Regions from separate parts of the Rattus norvegicus genome. Here region 1 is linked to region 2. A link is a contact called in public Hi-C data. All regions are on one chromosome and are shown on one strand. Each heading gives the region's core, a stretch centred on a gene start, on an enhancer-like site or on the middle of the called end of the contact. The rest is flanking DNA. Distances are from core to core; before and after follow the strand shown. Region 1 holds the start of Kdm6b (lysine demethylase 6B). Region 2 holds the start of Hes7 (hes family bHLH transcription factor 7).

Region 1 (4,889 bases), core at 1,472-3,971, 320 kb before region 2:
CCAATGCTGACGTGGCCTCCCAGATCACTGAGGCCCGGACCCTCTTTGAGACCCTGCTTTCCCTGCAACCCCAAATTACACCCACCAGGATTGGTGGCCAGAGCAGAGAAGAGAAGGTAGGAAGAGAGGATGTCCTAGGGAGAGGGCCTGCTGAGGAAGGGCAGCCTAGCCCCAGAGCTTCTGCCTCCTTAGGTCCTAGAGTTGGCTGCGGATGTAAAGCAGAAGATCCCTGAGATGATTGACTATGAGGGGACCCGGAAGCTGCTGGCTCTCGACCCCTCCCCACTCAACGTGGTCCTCCTACAGGAGATCCAGAGATATAACAAGCTCATGAAGACCATCTTGTAAGCCGGAAGGAACACTGTAGACTGTGGGAGGGGAAGGAGAAATGCCCCCACTCGTGGTTGAGATGGCTCTCCCAGGCCCACACCTCTCTAATACTCTGCCCACTTCATTCTACTCAGGTTCTCACTGACAGACTTAGAGAAGGGTATCCAGGGCCTCATTGTCATGTCAACAAGCCTGGAAGAGATTTTCAACTGCATATTTGATGCTCATGTCCCTCCGCTGTGGGGAAAGGCAAGCTTCCCTGTCCCCCACACTGGCAATCCTAACCCTGAACCTCTCTTCACTTCATCCTCGGGAGGCATGTAGTGGACTTCAAAGAGCCTGGAGTTCCAGTCCAGACAGGTTCAAGGTGTTGAGATCTGGTTCCAACATCCACTGACTACAGAACAGATGTAGTCACATTAATTTTCCCAAAGGTATTTCAAAGATACTCCCCAACCCCAAATACTGTGCATGGCACTCAACAGGTACCTGGTCACTGTGGAGCAAGCATCCCTCATTCAAAAGCCCAAAATATGAACCTTTCTGAGTACCAAACACAATGCTCAAAAGACTTCAGATTATTAATTTTCAAATTAGGGATCCTCAACCAGTAGTCTATGCAAATATTCCACGGGCACCCTGAAGAACCCATGAGAAATCTGAAAGTCTGCTGGCCTCATGCATTTTGGATAAAGGATAATCTTGTAGTGGTATTATTATTAAGTGGTTGCTATTCTATGCTTTTCCCCTGGGAGTTAACTTTTGGAGAGCTTTGGCTAACTGTAGTTGGTGATGCCCCAGGTGTTCTGAATAAAAGCAACATGGACAGAGGGACATGCACTCCCTCCTTTCTCAGGTATATCCCTCACAGAAGCCTTTGGCGTCATGGACCCGGGACCTGGCTGTGCGTGTGGAACAGTTTGAAACATGGGCCAATCGAGCCCACCCTCCTGTGCTCTTCTGGCTGTCCGGCTTTACTTTCCCTACTGGTTTCCTTACTGCTGTGCTGCAATCTGCTGCTCGACAAAACAATGTGAGTGCCCAGAGCCGGGAGGCAGGCTAGGAATGGGATTGGTTTTCTTTCTTCTTTGGGGGCCTCCTTCATTGTTGCCTTCAATCCACAGATTTCAGTGGACAGCCTTTCTTGGGAGTTTATAGTTTCCACCGTGGACGACAGCAACCTGGTGTACCCACCCAAGGTGGGAGGACAAGCTCGGGATGAGGAGGGAAATGGAAGCAAAAATGGGAAGCTAGTCGGGAAGAAGTGGAGGATAGAGGAGTTAGGTCAAAAGTATTGTCAACTTAGGATCTTTTCCCCAACTCGGTCTCAATCTCTCTCCAGGACGGCGTCTGGGTTCGGGGCCTGTACCTGGAGGGTGCTGGCTGGGACCGGAAGAACTCTTGTTTAGTGGAGGCAGAGCCCATGCAGTTGGTCTGCCTCATGCCCACCATCCACTTCCGTCCAGCAGAGAGCCGAAAGAAAAGTGCCAAGGGTGGGAAACTGTCCCCTCCCCATCTCTTGTTTGGATACTAACCCATCCTCTCTGCTCAGTCCTCAAATGTCCCTGCTCTCATCTTCCAGGCTTCCGAATCTGATTTCTTCTCTTCTCCCCCAGGCATGTATTCCTGTCCGTGCTATTATTACCCCAACCGGGCAGGCAGCGCAGACCGAGCCTCCTTTGTCATAGGCATCGATCTCCGATCTGGAGCCATGACATCTGACCACTGGATTAAGAGGGGCACTGCTCTGCTGATGAGCCTGGACAACTGATGGACCATTCTGTCCTGTTCCAGAGGGTCGGAAGACCCAGGACCTTGAACTAAAGCTGGATCTCAGGCTTTGATCTTAGCTGAATCCAGCATATAACGACTCCCTGGCGGTACCTAGTAGCGCTAGCGGTATAGGTGGAAGACTTATTTTGGAGCTCAGCGCAGTAAAATACGTGCAAAACCAAGCCCCAAGTCTCTTAATGATGTTTTAGTGTGTGTTGCGGGGTGGGGGAAACGGGAGGGAGGGAGGGAAGCTGGGACTTAATACTGGAAAGGAGCAGCTACAGCCAGAACTGAAAGGGGGAAGTGGGGTGGCCTCTAGAGGAGGCGTGGCCTTGAACTACTTGCCAGCCAGGCCTAAAGGAGGTGTGACTCCAGGAAAGGATTTGAGCAGGCGGGGCGGGGCTTGCTTTGGAAGGGCGCGGGATCCAAATGGAATAGAGATTTGTCAGGTAAGGGTCCAGGATGGGCTCCATACACTGCACCCTCATTAAGCCTCGCAATCCTTACCCGGAATTCTTATCTGAAACTACAGCTGAGGGGAGCGGGACCGAGGACAGGGCGGAGCCGGAGAGAGGGACTTCAGCGCCGAGGGGCGGGACCACGAATCGGGGGCGGGGCTGTGGAAGGGGGGCGGGTGCGGGTGTTTGTGTTGGAAAATCAAACTGCGCCACGGGGTAGAGTGGCCCCCCCAACCCCTCTCTGGGAGAGGGGGGGCCGCTCGACCCCCAAGAGGCCTTGAAGATCTTGAATATCTGGGACCCCCAGAACCAGGTAATGGGGAGTCTCAAGGACTTTTGGAAAGAGGGAGACCATCTCCTTGCAAGGGGGAGGGGCGGGACGTCAGACTCTAGAGAGGTCGGGCTAGGGATGGGCATTTGAGTCTTGTGAAAAGCAATGGCAAAGTGGGGACGCAGGACATCCAAGTCCTCCAAAAGCGAACAAGGTAAAGGTAGTGGAAAAAGTGTGGTCTTGGCTCTAAAGGTCAAGAGGGCCTAAAAGTAATCCCAGTCCCGCTTGGGATGGGGAGTTGACACTAGGGCGGGGCTTAGCAGTCCTGAGGAACAAGACTATAAGGTCAGTTTGCGGATAGCTCTAAGCCTAGGGGCTGGCTCACAGAGGTCAAAATTGATCAGGCAAAGTGAGCCTCCAGTTACAGGCCCACTTGAAGGCTTCCTTCAGCTCTTTCCCCCGGGGAGACGTGTATGTATTCTTGACTTTCACCATCTCTCCAGGAGCGGTAGCTTTTCCGTCTCACCCCACTCCACCGCACCTTCTGCTTTCCGCCTCGCCTGATTCGTTCCCCTAGTCCCCGGTGCCCTCCTCACTTTTCCGTCTTCAGATCCTTAGCCTTCACTGGGTTCTGGCCCTTTCTCCCACGTAGCCACGAGATGGCGAGGATGAGACGCCCAGCAGAGCTGAGGGTCATGCGTCTTGGGGGATATAGCTGTGACACGTACCCCTGAGAAAGGTTCGGTGAGGTTCCTTTGATTCCCTGTCATCTGTCTGGCACCCGCCCCTGTCCCGGGAAATTGTAAGCATATGGGTAAAGAGCAGAAGCTAGGGACAGGGCTAGACACTATGTTTTTTCGGCCTAGAATAAACACTGGTGAAGTGGCATGTGGGTTGAGGTGGTCACTAAACTGTAGATTCGTTTCTGACTTGTTGCGGCCTGTGAGTGTGTCTTGGGGTGGGGGAGCTAGAGTGTGGGGAAGGTCGAAGACAGAACACCTAGTTCCGGGCGATGTGAACTCCGAGAGAAAAGAAGTAACTGAGGTGCGATAGGAATGGACCCAGTGGTCGTTCAGATTAAAGCGGGTCGGATCTCCGTTGCTCGCAAGGGTTGTTTGCCCAGTTGCCAGAGTAACAGGCCAACGAACGTCCACCTCCAGATTCCCAAACTCACTCACTCCAGTCCAATCCGCTTTAGCGGACGTCGACTACGTCAGGGCCCTAGTGACCAATGGGAAGCTGTCATTATAGAGAGACTGAATAAAGGGGAAGGGAGGAGGTGGGGGGGGGGGGAGGCGGTGGCTACCCAGGATCCGCACGTGCACTCCCACACGCTTCACTCCCTGTACAACCCCTTCCACCGCCCAGGCACAGACAGTCTCTTGCGCCTGCGCGGCGAGTCTTCGCAAGCCCCCCCCCCCCCTTGCCTCAGGTCGTCAGTCTGTGTTTGCAAACTAGTCCAAGGTTGTGTTTCTCAACCCCTGTGGGCCCAGACGTCTGGGTGGGTTAGGGCTCTTTAACCGGGAGTCGACTGTTAATGTCAGCCTCTCAAGGGAAGGCCCGCTAACAGTGTTCCCCACTGCCACCCCCAGCTGGCGCCCCAAGCTCCCAGGTGGGCTGGGCGGAGCTGTGGTTTCCGGGCCCCCTAGGCTCAGTAGCGGCTTTCCCGAGCTCTAGCTTAGGTTGTTTCCACAAAAGAAAGGGAGTGGGTACAAGCGCCCCTTCCTAAGGCTTAACCCACCCAGACCTAGCTGCAGTTTGTGACCCGGCAGGACACTGTAAGAAGCCCCTTGAGGCCCAGGACCTTCTTGGCCAGAGGGTCATTATGCCCTTTATGCTTTTTGATAGGCAAACTAAACCTTTCCCTTCCCTTCCTTAACATTTCCTTGTAGCACGCTCTGGCGTTCTTTACACCTCCCTTGGCTCCTTTCGGGCTGTCTGTCCCCGTCTCCACTCGTCCTTCTCTGCTTCTCCAGAGGGTTATATAACTCTTCCTCTCGGCGTGTCCTGATTTCAACTCCACAGACTCCGCCCTGGAACAGCGCGGGAGGGGCGGG
Region 2 (4,723 bases), core at 537-3,036:
TCGTTATTTTTGTAGGGACGCACTCCATGGCCTCGAACTTGCGATAATCCACCTGCCTCAGCTTCCCGAGCCCTAGAATAGGCCACGATGCCCAAATTCTGGCACTTTCCAGGCCACAAGCCGCAGCCCACAATAATGCAAACTCCTAGACCTCGGCCCGCCCAAGTTCGGCTCTGACCCTGTCCTCTTTATACTTTACAGGTTCTTTGGGTCGCACGAGCACCTCGGTCCTTAGAACCTTTGAGTCCTCTGGCCAGAACAGGGGCCCTATCTTCCTCCCTTCCCACCTCTCACCTTGGGACCGTCCCTATTCTCAGCTCGCTCCCGGGTGACCATTGCTCCTCCAGACCCTTCGGTGGACCCAGCGCGTGCTGCCTAGATCCTTATATCCCGCCGCTGCAGGGTAGGAGGGCTAGGGCCCGGCCCCGCCCCCTTCAGCTCCTGGATGCCCAGGACAAGGACCCCCGGCACGAGGCTCCCGGAAAGGCAGGGGGGAGGGGAAGGGGAGGAATTAGCCCCAAGTGTGGGAAGTGAGGGGAGGAAGGGACCACAGGCTGCTTTAAGGACCATAAAGCTGTATAAGGCGGGACCCAACTGGAGGGAGGAGAATATCAGGGGAAGGGAGTCTAAGTGAACTGGGCCGAACTCACTTAGGCATAAAATTTGGGAATCTCCTAGACTAGTAGATTTCTTGGAGGTTCACTATAACCCCACCAACACTGAAGTGTTAGCACGCTTCAGCCTCCAGGCTGAATATCATAATCTTCTCCCAGCCCCTAAAGGTGCAGAGCAGATCTGCCGGATTCTACTGGCTGGCTGTGGGAAAAGACGCCGTTGTACCTGTCCCTTCTGCTCAATCCCCACAATAACTCCAGTACTTAGCCCTGCAGACTAATAAGAATCTGCCGCCAAACGGATTCTAAAGATACTGTAGAAGAGAGTGACTTGAGTCCCCTGGAACAGATTTTCTTAAGGATGGATGGACTAAGGGAGGATAAAGGATACTTGTAGAAAAAAAAGTCTTTAAAGTATAAGTAAAAGTGAAAAAATCTTTCCATTTACAAGACTTTGGTTTAAAACTAAATTCAGGATAGCTGGCATAGCTGGCAGGAAAACCTCATACGGGTGCACCAGAGTTACTTGCTTCTGGAGGCCTCTAGTGAGTGTAGGGGAGCAGAGAGACGTGAGATTTGCTAAAGGGACAAGAAAGGGTTGGTTGCAAAAGGGGATCCGCACCCACCTCAAACCAAAAGCATGACCCTCTGCAGAAGGATATGTCAACACCTGGAGACTTCAGGACGAAGTGCCTGAGAAGGTAAAACCGAAATTTAACGTGACATGAAGACAGGGGGGAAAGACGTAATAAAGACGGGGCTACAAACCGAGCCAGAAGGTAGCTGTGGCGTCAGAGAGTAGAGCCTCCTCCCAGAGGCCCTCCACATCCTGAGAGGTTTTTCTACCAGAGGCTGACTTGCCAAAGGCAGAGCAGGAGGGGCCCGGTACTTGAGAAAGGGGCTCCCATTTGGGTTAGGGCCCTCAGTACATCCCACCTTCCTCTGCTTCAGCCAAATGGGAGCACAGATGTGTGGCCCCAGTAGGCCCCACCGCCCCCCTCCTTGGGAACCAGGATTGGGGTTGAGTTTTTCTCACCTGCACGTGAGGCTCGGGGCCTGAGGCAGTTTGCACCCGGGTGTGGGGCCGCCCCTGGCCATATGGAATGACTTTATGGCCCGGTGGCCGGATCCGACGAAGAGAAAGAATGGCCTGGCGCTCCACCCACCTCAATCATTCTGTACAACCTTTTCCCACACCTAAAAGTAAGCGCAAGATCGACTCTGCCTCTGACCGGTTCACATAGGCTTGTTACGAAGCGGTAACTCATCTGCATTGGTGGTTCAGTGGTAGAATTCTCGCCTGCCACGCGGGAGGCCCGGGTTCGATTCCCGGCCAATGCATATGCTGCCTTTTATTCCTCCCCAACTAGGGGAAAATAAAATTGACGGCACATCAAGCAAGTTTTCTTTTTTAAAGATTTCAACCAAAACTAAAATGTAGTGTTTTGATTCTGTGGCCGGCTTGGACGTTCCAGAAGTCAGTGACTCCTCAGGTCCTCACAACCTACCCTTAACCCTGGGGGCCTCGACACACATCATTGTCCGCACCTCCAGAGGCGCCACCTTGAGAAAGGACAGGGAACTGGTATCCCTGTCCAGGGGTCCTCTCCTTCCTCATCAGGGGAAGACCAGGACTTCCTGGTCTTTCTTTCCCTGTTCCTTTCTCCCTTTCATTCTCTGTTCGCTGAAGCACCTTTTCCCCAGGTCCAATCGTGGCATTTCAGTTTTCCGCTTTTTTCAGGTCCCTGAGCACTTCTCAGAAACTCCATCTCTCTGATAGTTTCTTCAGATCTCTCGGCGACTTCTGTTGGGGTCTCTCCGGGTCTAGGGAGTTCTTTCCGGCTTCTGAGTCTCACGTTCCTCTGCTGCTCCCTCTCTGGGCCTCTCCCCGTTATTTCGTCCTCTTTCCTGGTCCCTGTCGCCTCCGGCGACCCTGCGCTCCCACGCTCGCACCCCCAGTTCCCTGCAGCTCCCTGGCCCGCCCCTTGCCGGCAGCTTTGATCCCGCACGCGCCGCGCCCGGGAAGGGCGGGACCCGGCACGGCCACCTGCCGGGACCACTTGTGAGCGACCCGGGGGCCCTGACGCCCTGCGCGGGCTTTCCGCTCCCCTCCTGAGCTCTCCGCCACCCTCTGCGCCCCTCCTTCTGGCCTTCTCAGGCTCGCACAGTCTGAATTCCGGTTTAAGCCTTCCTCTCTTCTCTGGGCTGTGTCCTCTAAGTTTCAGCACGGTCTCGGAATGTGTCAGTGACAACTCTCCCCTTCTCGGCTCCAAGCAGGGGCCGTGGCCCTAAGAGAAAAGTAAACAGTCTTGGCATCTCTGTGAGCCCAACTGGTACATTTACCCATTCAGCCTAAATCTGTGTGTGCCTGCCATGTGACCTCTCTTGTTAGGCTTTCGGGTTGGTTACACTGGCTCAGAGGCTCTCCTGCAACGTACATTATTGGCAGGGATGGTGGTGTGGGGGACAGGAAACATCCAAGAAGGCAGAAAATTGAATAGGATAATTTCACATGGTTGTAAGGATAATTGCAAAGATGTGACAGTGAAGTACTAGTTTGGTTGAAGTAGTCAGAAGCAACCTCACGGTGGTGACAGTATCTCAGCATGGTCAACCGTGAGTCCAAGCAAAATGAACAAGTCCTGTGCTCACAGGATTTTGGAAGCTTGGGGATTAATCTAAGTGTAGTGAAGAGTTCAAGGCCAGCCGTGGCAACAAAGTCTACTTTCCAGTTAGCATCCTGGTTTGAGCCATTTGTTCTCTAAGAAAGTGCAGCAATTAGAGAGCCCCACTTTCCCACATCATGCTCTCCATCTCCCAAGCTCTCGACGGGAAAGGGGTCTCCCCTGCTACTGAAGCTGATTCCACACACCCCCATCTGACATCAACTCACCCATCTCCAGCCCCGCCCCAGATCCAGGTTATTCCCACGGGCATCAGAAGTGCTACAGGCCATTTGATGAGAACTATGCGAAATGCTCGTTTTGAAGAAGCTAGATAAACAAACCTACTGATTTAAGAAAATAGGCTTTCCCAGCAGGCTGAAAGCCTTGGGGGGTGGAGAGGGCACAAGAATTTCAAGTGCAAGGCTGATTCACCATGAAGCTAATGCAGTTGAAGGACCCGGAAAATAGTCTGGGGAAAGTTCCAACAAGGTGTTCGTAGGGCCTATAGAATTCTGTAAATTGCTCATATACACCGAGAAAAAGAAATATACAAAGTAGGTAGGCAGTCTGTAGAGACCATTGTAGAGGTCTGCCGGGAGTTAGTTGCTTTTCTGGCATTTGTCAGCGTTAGACTTATTGGATATCAGTTATCATTACGATCACCATGTACCTATTTTTGAGACAGGGTCTTGCTTTTCTTGTTGTTTTATGTCCCTGACGGCTTGTCAGAATCTTATCTCCCAGTATTGAGGATTGAACCCAGAGTTTCCCCCCTCTATTTGTCAGCTTCTATTTTTAATATTACTTTTTCGAGGCAGTTTCTCTGTGTAGCCCTGGTTGTCTTGGAACTTGCTCTGTAGACCAGGCTGGCCTCAAACTCAGAGTCTGCCTGCCTCTGCCTTCCGGAGTGCTGGGACTAAAAGCGTGCACCACCACTGCCCAGTGTCAATTTTTCAAAGATGTAAACCATTACACTCTTTGCTTTGTTCTAAATATTACTTCTTATTGCCTAGTCTTGTATTTTTTCTTTTGTTCTAAATATATCTTTGTTCTAAATATTACTTATGCCTAGTTTTATATTTATGCACACTGGGCAGTGGCAGCGCATGCCTTTAATCCCATCACTTGGGAGGCAGAAGCAGGAGCATCTCTATGAGTTCCAGAACAGTCAGGGTGACAGAGAAACCCCGCCTTGAAAAACCAAAAATAAAAACAAAAGCTATGTACTTTTCAGGCCCTCAAATCCTAAGGTTACCCTCCAGTGAGACTAGTTGAGAGCTGGGTAATTTGACTCCAGTTCTTTGCTCTGGTGCAGATGTGATCTGTGAAGAGGTCACTGTGGTACCTTTGTTTGAGGGTGTGAGTAGGTCTCTATGAAGGTCACAGCCTCTTTCCAGAGAGGACATGTTCTGGTTGTGTACAGGCATCTATGTCTCCCTACAC

Evidence for each region. Hi-C and Micro-C count contacts between places; a contact is called where the count stands out from the background.
Region 1: a Hi-C map of liver shows a contact between it and region 2, with 2.4 times the contacts expected there. The contact joins the promoter of Kdm6b here to the promoter of Hes7 in region 2. A contact is called at or near these places in 1 of 12 Hi-C or Micro-C datasets (liver) and 1 of 1 datasets of contacts at active chromatin or transcription factors (oligodendrocytes).

What each region holds. Positions count from the first base shown.
Region 1 is chr10:54,638,846-54,643,734 of GRCr8, reverse strand. It overlaps Kdm6b (lysine demethylase 6B), which reads left to right and starts at 2,721. Exons shown (of 24, transcript NM_001401950.1): 1 at 2,721-2,874. Dnah2 (dynein, axonemal, heavy chain 2) reads left to right here. Exons shown (of 88, transcript NM_001100676.1): 82 at 1-116; 83 at 193-344; 84 at 465-579; 85 at 1,187-1,363; 86 at 1,455-1,529; 87 at 1,673-1,823; 88 at 1,947-2,285. The coding sequence ends at 2,101.
Region 2 is chr10:54,320,034-54,324,756 of GRCr8, reverse strand. Hes7 (hes family bHLH transcription factor 7) reads right to left here and starts at 1,786. Exons shown (of 5, transcript NM_001401553.2): 1 at 1,651-1,786; 2 at 1,241-1,307. Trnag-gcc2 (transfer RNA glycine (anticodon GCC) 2) reads left to right here and starts at 1,885; the gene lies at 1,885-1,955. LOC103693354 (a long non-coding RNA gene) reads left to right here. Exons shown (of 3, transcript XR_005490654.2): 2 at 1-403; 3 at 774-2,044.